2 separate regions of the Capsicum annuum genome follow, and region 2 is linked to region 1. A link is a contact called in public Hi-C data. All regions are on one chromosome and are shown on one strand. The core of a region is the stretch at or near the end of the contact, and the rest is flanking DNA. Distances in the headings are between cores, read along the strand shown. Region 1 holds the start of LOC107842471 (probable LRR receptor-like serine/threonine-protein kinase IRK). Region 2 has its middle 6.2 kb from the start of LOC124887368.

Evidence for each region. Hi-C and Micro-C count contacts between places; a contact is called where the count stands out from the background.
Region 2: a Hi-C map of leaf shows a contact between it and region 1, with 1.6 times the contacts expected there. The contact joins the enhancer-like site here to the promoter of LOC107842471 in region 1. A contact is called at or near these places in 3 of 5 Hi-C or Micro-C datasets (bud, leaf and placenta).

Annotation. Positions count from the first base shown.
Region 1 is chr9:122,383,242-122,388,696 of UCD10Xv1.1, reverse strand. LOC107842471 (probable LRR receptor-like serine/threonine-protein kinase IRK) reads right to left here and starts at 2,512. Exons shown (of 2, transcript XM_016686333.2): 1 at 248-2,512; 2 at 1-48. The coding sequence starts at 1,698.
Region 2 is chr9:122,471,775-122,477,229 of UCD10Xv1.1, reverse strand. It overlaps the pseudogene LOC107841335. Among protein-coding and RNA genes, the nearest start is that of LOC124887368, 6.2 kb to the left of the region's middle. Within about 2 kb of position 2,624, at least 4 of the 5 cell types and tissues checked have an H3K27ac peak or open chromatin away from gene starts, as enhancers often do. A contact at or near this core is called in bud and leaf, where this site is marked.

The DNA of each region.
Region 1 (5,455 bases), core at 1,263-3,762:
GCAATCTCTGGAGGGATAGAGCCAGTGAGGTTGTTGTGGGACAGGTCCCTACAGAATCAAAGACGCAAAACAGGTGACTCTTAGAATCACTCAGCCAAAACAAATGCAAACATCACGATGCATATAATTGCAATTTGAAAGAAGATAACCTGATTGAAAAGTTAATTATAGCCTTACTTGGTGTAACTGTGGTTAAGAGAACAAACATTGAAGAAAAATGACATGTAAGTGGAAGGAAACTACTTACAATGAACTGAGAGCAGAGCAATTTGCAATATCTGCAGGAATTGTACCACTCAGATGATTTTCTCTCAGCTTCAGTTCCAGCAATGAAACAGCACCCCCAATTTCATTGGGAATGCTTCCGTTTAGTTGATTGCGACTTAAATCAAGAATTTGAGTTGCGTTTAGTTTACCTACAGCTTCTGGGATAGTACCATACAAGAAGTTCCTGGAAATATTCAAGACCTGCAAGCTACTGATATTCCAAATGGCAGACGGTATTTCACCAGATAATGCATTGGAAGACAAATCCAAAACTTGAAGGTTTCGATAGGAAGCAGCCATGGATATCGGCGGATAATCTATACGTCCGGTAAACCTATTCCCGGAAAGGGAAATGCTCTTTACTCCTAATCTAAAGGTCCAAGAAGGAAGGTTACCAGTTAAGAAGTTGTTGCCGATGTCCAAGATTACAAGGTCGATGCATTTCATCAAGGACGGAGTCAAACTTCCAGCAAACTGATTGTTCGAGAGATTCAGTTCCTTTAGCAATGAAAGGTCTCCCATAGAGCTTGGAATCCTACCAGAAAGATTATTCGCAGAAAGATCCAAAACCTTGAGACTTTTCATCTCTGCTATCCAATCTGGAATCTCCCCATTGAACGAATTTGATCTTAAATTCACAATGGTACATAAATCCAGTCTTCTCATAGACTCAGGAAGTCCTCCACTAAGCAAATTCTCACTCACATCCATAGACTTCAGCTGCACACAGTTGCCAATATTTTCAGGCAGCCAACCAGTAAACTTGTTTTTCTGTAAATGAATCGACCTCAAAGAATATAAACCCTCAATTGCTTTCGGAATCTCACCCTCCAATAAATTATCAGAAACATCAAGGGATTGAAGAGAGCTTAGGGACCATAACTCTGAGGGCAATTGGCCTGAAAGCCGGTTCGATGAGAAATTAACCCTTTGCAATGTTGAGCAAGAGTTTAAAGAGTTGGGTATTTGGCCAGTGAGATTGTTGTTAGCAAAGGAAACAGATTGCAGAGAGCCACATTGTTGAAAAAATTCATCAGGAATTGAGCCTGACAAATTGTTGTCACTCAAATCAATAACCCTCAAGCTAGGTATTTGGGAAAGAATGGGATTGATATTGCCTGTAAAATTATTGTTAGACAAAGATAAAACCCTCAAGAACTGTAACCTCAACAGGCTTCTACCAATATGACCAGAAAGAGAGAAATTATCAAGTAAAATCTCAGAAACTCTATTGGACTGAGGAAAACAGTTTATACCCACCCAATTACAAGGAGTAGCATCATCTTCTGTCCAAGATGTTAGCTTTGATTTTGGGTCAGTCAATCCAGCTTTAAAAACAATTAAACCCATAACATCATCATTGAATGCCGGGTCCAAACACTCCACCACAAACGGAGCTAAGGATAAAACAGTTAATATGTGCAACAACATTTTTTTCTACCACCAGTTGCCACAGAAAAGTACACAAGGATGGTCGGAGTCAAAAAGGGTGTTATTAAGAGAAGGAGATGTCAACAGAAAGAAATGCCAAAAGGGTGTGAAGAAACGGAATGCAATTGCATATGTAACGAACATCAGGATTAAAGAACAAAAAATCACTGAGAATGGCTGAATATCAAGAAGGTCGAGACAAAAGGAAACATTTTCACTGCTTGAGGAAGAAAAAGGGTGAATGTGTCAGCTTCAGAAGAAATCAAAGAAGTTGCACCCACAAGAACAACGCCGGTAGAGTGTGGACTGAAAGAGAGAAATTTTGGTGTTTGGTTAAACTTAAAAGGGGAGGAAGTTTTAGAAGTCTCGTTGCACCCACAAGAACAATGCCGGTAGAGTGTGGACAGAAAGAGAAATTTTGGTGTTTGGTTAAACTTAAAAAGGGGAGGACAGTTTTAGAAGGCTCGATGCACCCACAAGAACAACGCCGGTAGAGTGTGGACAGAAAGAGAGAAATTTTGGTGTTTGGTTAAACCTAAAAGGGGAGGACAGCTTTAGAAGTCGAAGAAGAAGAGACTGACGTGTGTGTGGAAGCTTAGAGGCAGACTGATTCTTTTAAATTTGTTGTTTGAGTACTAGAGTTTTGATGTGGAGGGGGGAAGAGAGAATTAAAAGCTGGTGGATTCAATGATTTGCTTTTAGCCAAAATTTTAGTGGAGTGTAGAAAGTGGTGGTGGGTTTTTGTTAAGAGAGTAAAGATTTTTGGAGTGCATAGAGAGTTGAACGGCGAAAAAACATCAATTTTTTCTTTTTTTTTTGTGTTAAAAAAAAGGCATTTGTCTGTGCCCACTGCCTACTGGTAGCCTGATATACATACCCGCGCGAGATGCATGAATAATATTCAATTAATAGTTTAATTATTTTTGTTTGAATTTGTTAAATTATATTATTTTTAAAAATAAATATTTATCATCTTATTTTTTAATAAAACAGAGTCTTTTTCTCTACCCACCTCCCTTCATCCCCCAATCATTTTTTTATTTTTTTTAAATATAAACATTTTTCTATTCCTTTCTCCTCACGCCTCCACCCGCACTCATTCCTTCCCCCACTGATAATCAAATTTATACGAAAAAAATTATCTAATTATAAACAAAAAATTATGTTTCATATGTTTTTTTATAATATTATTTACAATTTAAAGATGATAGACTGTTAATAGTCTCAACCCCCTCCCCTCTTTTTTCCCCTTCAAAATCAAGTATATATGAGTAAAAATAATCATGTACTTGCAAACAAAGTTTTTTACGTTTCATATTTTCTAATTATATTTTAACAATTTAAAGATTTTAAATTGTCAAAAATAATTTGAATTTTTATTTTATTGTTTCTCTATCTCTTCTATGCAGAATTTTATAAATAATAATATGTGTATTACGATTTCTTCATTATATTCTCAAAAATTGTTTAGATTTCCTCCCCTCCCCCCACCAATCCTCAATGTATATTTTTTTTATTGTAATTTGATTACTCTATTTTTTTCTAATTAGACCTTGAATTAGATTATATTTTGCGTTCACACATAAGCAGTTGAGTTTTCTTCTCTGTTATTTCAAATTATAAGATTAAAATAGATAAATTTTGTTATGCATAAAAAAATATATGAAATATAGATTAGAAGAAGCTTTCAAAATAATCTAGTCTGTTTGAAGTGATTATAATTCAAAATTTAAGTCAAACATTTTCACATCTATCAATATATGAATTTATCTCATATATTTGATTTTAAAAATTTTTATCTTTTTATAAATCATATTCAAAAAAATTATTAACATGTCCTTATGACTAAAATTAATTCCATAATTCATGTAAAAAATTTTAAATATGAATAAGTAGAAAGTAAAATCATGAATTTTATTCTAAGAAAAACAATTTTAATATATAACCTATGTACATTATATTTAATCAAACTCTAAGTTACATTATTAAATGTATTTTTTTAGATTGTAATTTGGCATTCAATGATTATGACTCAATTGCATTGTCTAAATATTATTTCATTTAGTCTTTTAAATTTTTTATTTTTATTTTTTATAGTACACATAGCCAGTTAAAAAATAAATAAATAGAGATGTAGCTTTTTAAGTAAAATCAAAAGACTAAATCAATTAAAATATCTAAATACCTGTAAATTTTATTTTTAATCTCCCAAAAAATTTATTTTATTCTATAGTAATAATGATCCATAAAATTATCTTTCTACTTAAGATTGCATTTTTAAAGTAAGTGACTAAATAACAAATTTTATAAAATTCTATATAAACAAATTAAAATTAATATAGCAATTACTTTTATTATTGAACTATAGTGAATATTATGATTTTAATTTCAATAAATTAGTCATTCTCTTGGAATAAGAAAAAGATGAAAAATAAGAGTAAAAAAAATTATACATGTCATCAAATTTTAAAATAATAAGAACCTAAATATTTTCAAACTGAAAATTCAAACTATTATTTTTATCTTCAAATTCTAATCAACAAATATAAATAATATTATCTTTTTCTCTTCTTTAATAACCAAGTTAAGAAAAAGAAAAAGAAAAGAATGACCAAAATTTGACTTTTTAAAAATAGTTTATATGTATATGTGCATAAATTTAAAACATGATATTTTTATTATTTTAATAAAACATTTATCTTTATTTTTAAATCAGAATATATATATTTTTTCTAATATATTGAAATTTACTTTTTTATTTTTCTTTTCCTATTTATGCAAAGCTAGTTCTCTCCGTTTAGTTAATTTATCAAAAAATATTAAAAAAAATTTATCTTCTTTTGCTTATACTCTTTTTAAATCTTTTGTTACCTTTCATTCATACTTTAACTATAAAATATTTTATTTTCACCTTAAAAATAATTGAGTTAAAATATTATAAATTGTAAGAAAAATAAATATTTATTTATTTTAAATTTTCTCCAACCATTTCAGAACCTGCAATCTGTTTTGCCATGAACTATAAAAGTTGTTCATACGCATAAAATTTTAAAGTTATGGATAATAATTTTTCATTATATTCCTCATCACAATTTTAACTTGAATTCTAATAATCAAAGTTTACTTAAAATAATAATTATTTAGTCTAACATCATGTATTAAAAATTTTAAGGGTGTATTTAATTACTTTTACAAAATCTTAATGAGAAATATTAGTTAATTGAATTTAGACCCGAATATAAAAAAAAATAGTTGCTAAACATCATCATCTGTATATACAAATAAAAATATCAAATCAAATGGAGTTTTAAAAAAAAAAAACTAAAGAGTGTAATAAGTGAATTCATAAATAAAGCTAATAATAATTAATCTATAATAAAGAGAGAGAAGAAAGCTTAACACTATATACCAGGATAAGAGTAAATATATATATATATATATATATATATATATATATATATATATATATACAAATTTCATTTCATTTACAAATTTAAATTCAAATAACCTTATCCTTATATTTTCAAATTTAACATACTTATCTTAAATATATATTTGAATTAAGAGAAATATTTGAATTCGAATATCCTTATCTTTATCTTTTTCAAATTTGACATGCTTATCTTAAATATCTATTTGAATTAAGAGAAATATTTGAAATCAATGAGATTAATCCACATTTTTTAATAATAAATACTAACAAAATAAAAGAAGAAATAATTTATTTTTCTTTCTTATCCTTTTAAATATAATATTA
Region 2 (5,455 bases), core at 1,375-3,874, 88 kb before region 1:
GCCAAGACAAGCCCTCTAATAACTCGCCAATGGCTACACCGCCGACATTAAATATTCCCTCTTGACCAAGGCCTTATCCTGTACCTTATAATGATAAGGAAATTTTGCCAAATTCTGTGAGGTTGTCAACTTCATGCTGGTTTTCAGAGCACCAAACTAGTTACACACAAGGTGATAAAGAGAGGATTTGGTGGTTACAAACTTCTCCAATAACCGTTCAAAGTTCTTGTTGATTTCCATCTTCCTCTCACTCTCATTAGAAGAAGGAAGGGCTGTGATACCTCTCTTTTGAATAACTAGGGATCTTAGTAGTTTTCTTTGTTGTCAGCCAAGTTTATACTCCCAATTCCTTTCTTCGGCAGAGAAGTTTTCTCTTTTTTGGCGTGTGTGTGAGAATTAGGTGAATCTATATCCTTGTGGTAGTATGAACTTTCTTAATGGATTCGAACTTCTCATCTAATATCGCTCTTTATTTTCTCATTTTTTTATAGAGAGGGGAGGAATGGGATGATAGGCTACAATCAAAGAAGCAAATTGAAGCTAGTTTGCTCAGCAAATATGAAGCTGCAATTAGATGAGAAAGAGAACTTGCATATTCATATTCTCACCAGGTATTCGAGTAATATTCGTTTTATAGATTAAATGACATATTGATAGCTAATAGTGAAACAATTTGATAATTGTTGTTGATAGCTAGGCTCCTCTCCCGTTGTCCTCTATTATATGACACAGTAATGCAAGACATGAGAGAATGAACGATGAATGTGTTTAGACATTATAATATTCACAAGCTACTAAGGACTTTTGAATCATTGATTTCATTAATCTTTAACTGAACAGAAAACCTGGAAGAAATCGTCAAGATCTACCAATTTGTTCATGGATGCAACCAATTCCTTATTCAAAAGAGAGGTATTGCCAATTTGGAGGGTATCAAAAAGTTGGTTTTGCTTGTTCCTTCTTTCAATGTCACCAATGGTAGATCCCATACTGGAAACAAACTTGTGATGCAGGCATGTATTTCTCCTATTAAAAGACGTAGTTATCTGATGTCTAGATAAAAGATACTGATTGGTTGTTATTTGTGGGAATTTATGATTCTTCCTGTTGGGGCTTCTAGTTTTAAGGAGACCATGAAGATGGGTTGTGAAGTGTATCACCATTTGAAGGTTTCACACAGTTGTTCTAGCTTTTATTCCCTTAACATTTGTTTGTTCCAAAGTCAAGCATAGAGGATGATTTGTTCTTTCTTTTCCTTTTTCTCAATTTGAGTTCCATTGGGCTCAATAATGTAGTACCTCTGTACCTCACCTCTATGGTAGTGGCACGGATTGCGTACACCCTACACTCCCCAGAACCCACTTTTATGGCAATACATTGGGTACATTATTGTAGAATAGAAAATATAGTGCTTCCTATGTCATATTGTATGCTCTTTCTTTTTTATTTCTCATGGAAGGGAAGACTTTACTTTCTATATTAAGCAACCTTCTAATCTTGTTTATATCTTTGTTTTACACTAACTAAAATCACTTTTGGGTTCTACTCAATAGAAAAGTCCACCACTTTTCTTAGGAGAGAGAAATATTAAAGGAAATGCACTGACTTTTGACCTTTCACTTAATTGTTGGTGCTAACATTTTGGTATTTTGCATATTCTTAGCTTATGTGTCAAAAGTATTTATTTATTGAACTCTGCACAAATTCAAACTACACTACATAAAATGGGACAAGGAAGTATTTAATTTGTTCAAGTGAATTCTTTTTCCTTGATTGTATCAGTTGTTGATGATAGTTTACTGTGACTGTAGGCTATGATAAAGAAGAAATATGACCAAGATGCAATAAATGTTGGTGATGAGGATGGTTTTGTTCCTAATAATCCAGGTGAAGTGTAAATTATGCAGGAGTATGGCGTACTGATGAATGGTTACCCTTTTACATCACATGGTTATCTTTTTTGCAAATTCAGGAGAACAAGAAGGGCCTTGAATTGCTCAAGACTGCCATCGATAAAGCAGGTTATACTGGAAAAGTAAGCTCCCAATTGTGTTTAGATCAGACCTTCTCTTTCAAACTACTTTTAAATAACGTAGAAGCTAAGATTATTTTCCTTTTAGGTTGTTATTGGAATGGATGTTGCAGCATCTGAATTCTATGTAAAGGACAAAACTTATGATCTGAACTTCAAAGAAAGGTATATCCTTGTTGATGGCCCTAGTGATACTTGGGAACACATGCATACCTAGGAAACTGATAAGTTAGGTCTTTTTGACAATCTTTTTGGTGAAAAACATTTTCTGAAACCTTTTCGGAACTAAGCAATGGAGATTGATAAGTAATAACCACTAACTATTAACTGGGGATGACTCCCTATTTGGGAAATGGATGTTCAAGTGAGCGGGAAATTATAGAACTCAATAGAGGTAATTTCATGGTTGATTTATTATCTAATCCGACCAATTCCAGAGGCTCCTCTCCCGATGTCCCCTTTATTCTTTTGTTTTGTTTTAGGGACACTTGAATTGACAACAAACAGATACATTTTTTAAATTATTATCTCTCTTCCTTATAATGGCTGCAGAATTCGAATCGCAGCAGAAGAGTTACTGTCTAGTCGGGAGAGATGTATATGGTTACGGTGGTGTCATGATTGTACCAAAGGACTCGCACCTCTTTCCTAACAAGGACCTTCAAATCAAGTTCCCTAACATCGCCCAAACCTTCAATGCAACTTAACTAATCATTTGCACTTAATTAACATTTTGATTTTGGATTTAAATAACTATCTTTGTTGCATATTTTGAATTATGAGATTATTAATGAATGAATTTGTTTTGTGATGTGTATATATTGTGTTATAATTTATTATGTATGTAATTAAAAATTTACATTAATATGAGTGGCTATTTATATATATCATTTCAATTTAATAACATGTTGCAAAAATAGTTGCAATAGATAAATAAACCATTACAATAGGTAGTCAAAAAGTGTTGCAACAGAATAACGAAAGCATCGCAATCGATGCTATTACAACGGTTTAATGTCGTTGCAATAGAATCTATTGAAACAGTTAGTAATTGTTGTAATATATGTAAATAGGCATCCCAATAAGTATTGAAATACTTGTAATAGGTACTCAAAAAGCGTTGCAACAGAATAACAAAAGTAGCGCAATAGATGTTATTGCAAAAGTTTAATGTTTTTGCAATAGACTCTCATGCAACGATTGCTAACCATTGTAATAGATGAAAATAGGTATCTCAATAAGTCAAAAAATAACCATCATCATAGCTTGACCTATGTCGATGGTTTCAGACAACCGTTGTCATAGCTTGACCTATTGCGATGATTTCAGACAGCCATTGCCATAGACCTATCGGAACGCCCACATATAGGACGCTTGTTGAAGCGTTGAGGTAGAACTATGGCAACATTTTTGTTGTCTATTGCAACGGTTTTTCAATCGTCGCCATAGGGGTAATTTTAGTTGTGTCTAGGGTTATGGAAACCCTAACAGATTAATAAAGTAGGGATAGTGTTATTGTTGTTCTAAACCGATACCCATGTATACATTCTATTATCTTTACTTTAATAGTTATCTTAGTGGTTTCAAATGTTAGGATCCCTCCTAGATTATTGATACTCACTGCAAAAGAGGAGTAGTGACTAAGAAAATGTAACTACAACAGTAATTTGAAGTATAATTGTCGATTCACACTGCTAGGAATTATCTAAGTAAGATGGTTAGCTGTCATATAATAACTAGAGACACAAAGTAATAGTTAACTAGGATCTAGGATAAGGGGTCTAAAAGACGGTTAGTGGTACATAACTTATTAGATTTTGCATGTAAGGTATCGGGTTGGTTCAACAAAGCACGATAAGAATGCGGAGTTTTGAAGCCCAGGGAAAACAATCATAGTGTTCACCGACGACTGATTACATTTGAAGTTGATAAATAGTTACTTGTTCGATATTGCTACTCAAATCCCACTATTTACTTTTCTAGTTTTACCCATTTATTACAATGGCTGAAAACCACGATTCCACATATTCCCTTGGGATTTGACTCTTAACCTTTTTTGGGTTACTATATTTGATAGCAATCGCATAATCTTCAGATTAAAGATGTAACTTGGGCGTTATCAACCAACTAAGTCAGCAAATGAACAGAATAATGGAACTCCACAATAGAGATATCTCCTTAAGGTGACTAAGCATAAGTATCACCAATAGAAAAAGGACTAGTGGGGATCGGTGATGTGTTATAGAAATATAGCACCTTCAATGCTTAAAACTATGAAAATATGAAAGTTTATGAGGTTGTTTTGTTAGATATGATGCGTTTTGGGTATGTTTTGTAGGAAATCATGTTTTAGATGCTAAGTTAGTGAAAATATGAAAACAGGTGTTTTGGATACTTATTAGAGCAATTGTGGATGTTCGGGACACTTTCTGGCTTGTTCGTGATCAAACCATGTGCGAAAATTGAAGAAGAGCTGAAAAGATGACTCCGGGCACTTGCTAAATCAATATGTGGACCGCAAGTAGTACTTATGGAATGCATGTTGGCAAAGCAAGTGCCAAAAGTCCAAAATCCCCAAAGCTGACTTGCAGGAAATTTTTGTCTGGCACTTGTGGTTACCACTTGCGCTCTCCCTGCTAGTCGCAAGTACTACCCGCACCCAAGGACAGGGTGCAAGTAGGGACCATAAGTGGAAAACGACTCTTTTTTCTCCTCTTTCTTTCGTGCTTTGATTTTAGGGTTTTCTCATGTACTATAAATATCCTTTATGTGTTTTTTGTAAAAGTTACACACTTTTGATACTCACAAACATATTTTGATTCCAAGATTAGATTTTGATCTTAGGATTCTCTTGTATTAACTTTAGTTTATTAATTCAGTTATGGTTGTGGATTTTCTACTTCTTATTATTGTGATTTCATCTATGCTTTTGATCATGAATGTTTTTGATTACTTCAGAAGTATGAGCGGCTAAAAACCTATAGCTAGGGTTGTGGAAACCCTAGCGGATTGACAAAGTAGGGGAAGTGCTATTGTTGTTCTAACCCGATACCCATACATGTATTAATTTATCTTTAATATAATAGTTTTCTTAATAGGTGCACATGTTAGGATCCGAACAAGATTATTGTTACTTACTGCAAAAGTGGGGTAGTGACTAGGAAAAGATAACAATAATTTGGAGTTTAACTATCGATCCACGTTTCTAGGTTTTATCTTAGTAAGATAGTTAGATTTCATCTAATAACTAGAGACTCAAAAGGTAATAGTTAATTGGGATCAAGATAAGGGTTAGTAAGGAGACATCCTGAGACTCAAAAGGTAAAGGGTGAAATCCTTCTGCTCATCTAAAAGACTGTAGAAGGTAAATAACTTATCAGTTTTGCATGTAAGGAATCGAGTTGGTTCAATAAAGCACGATAA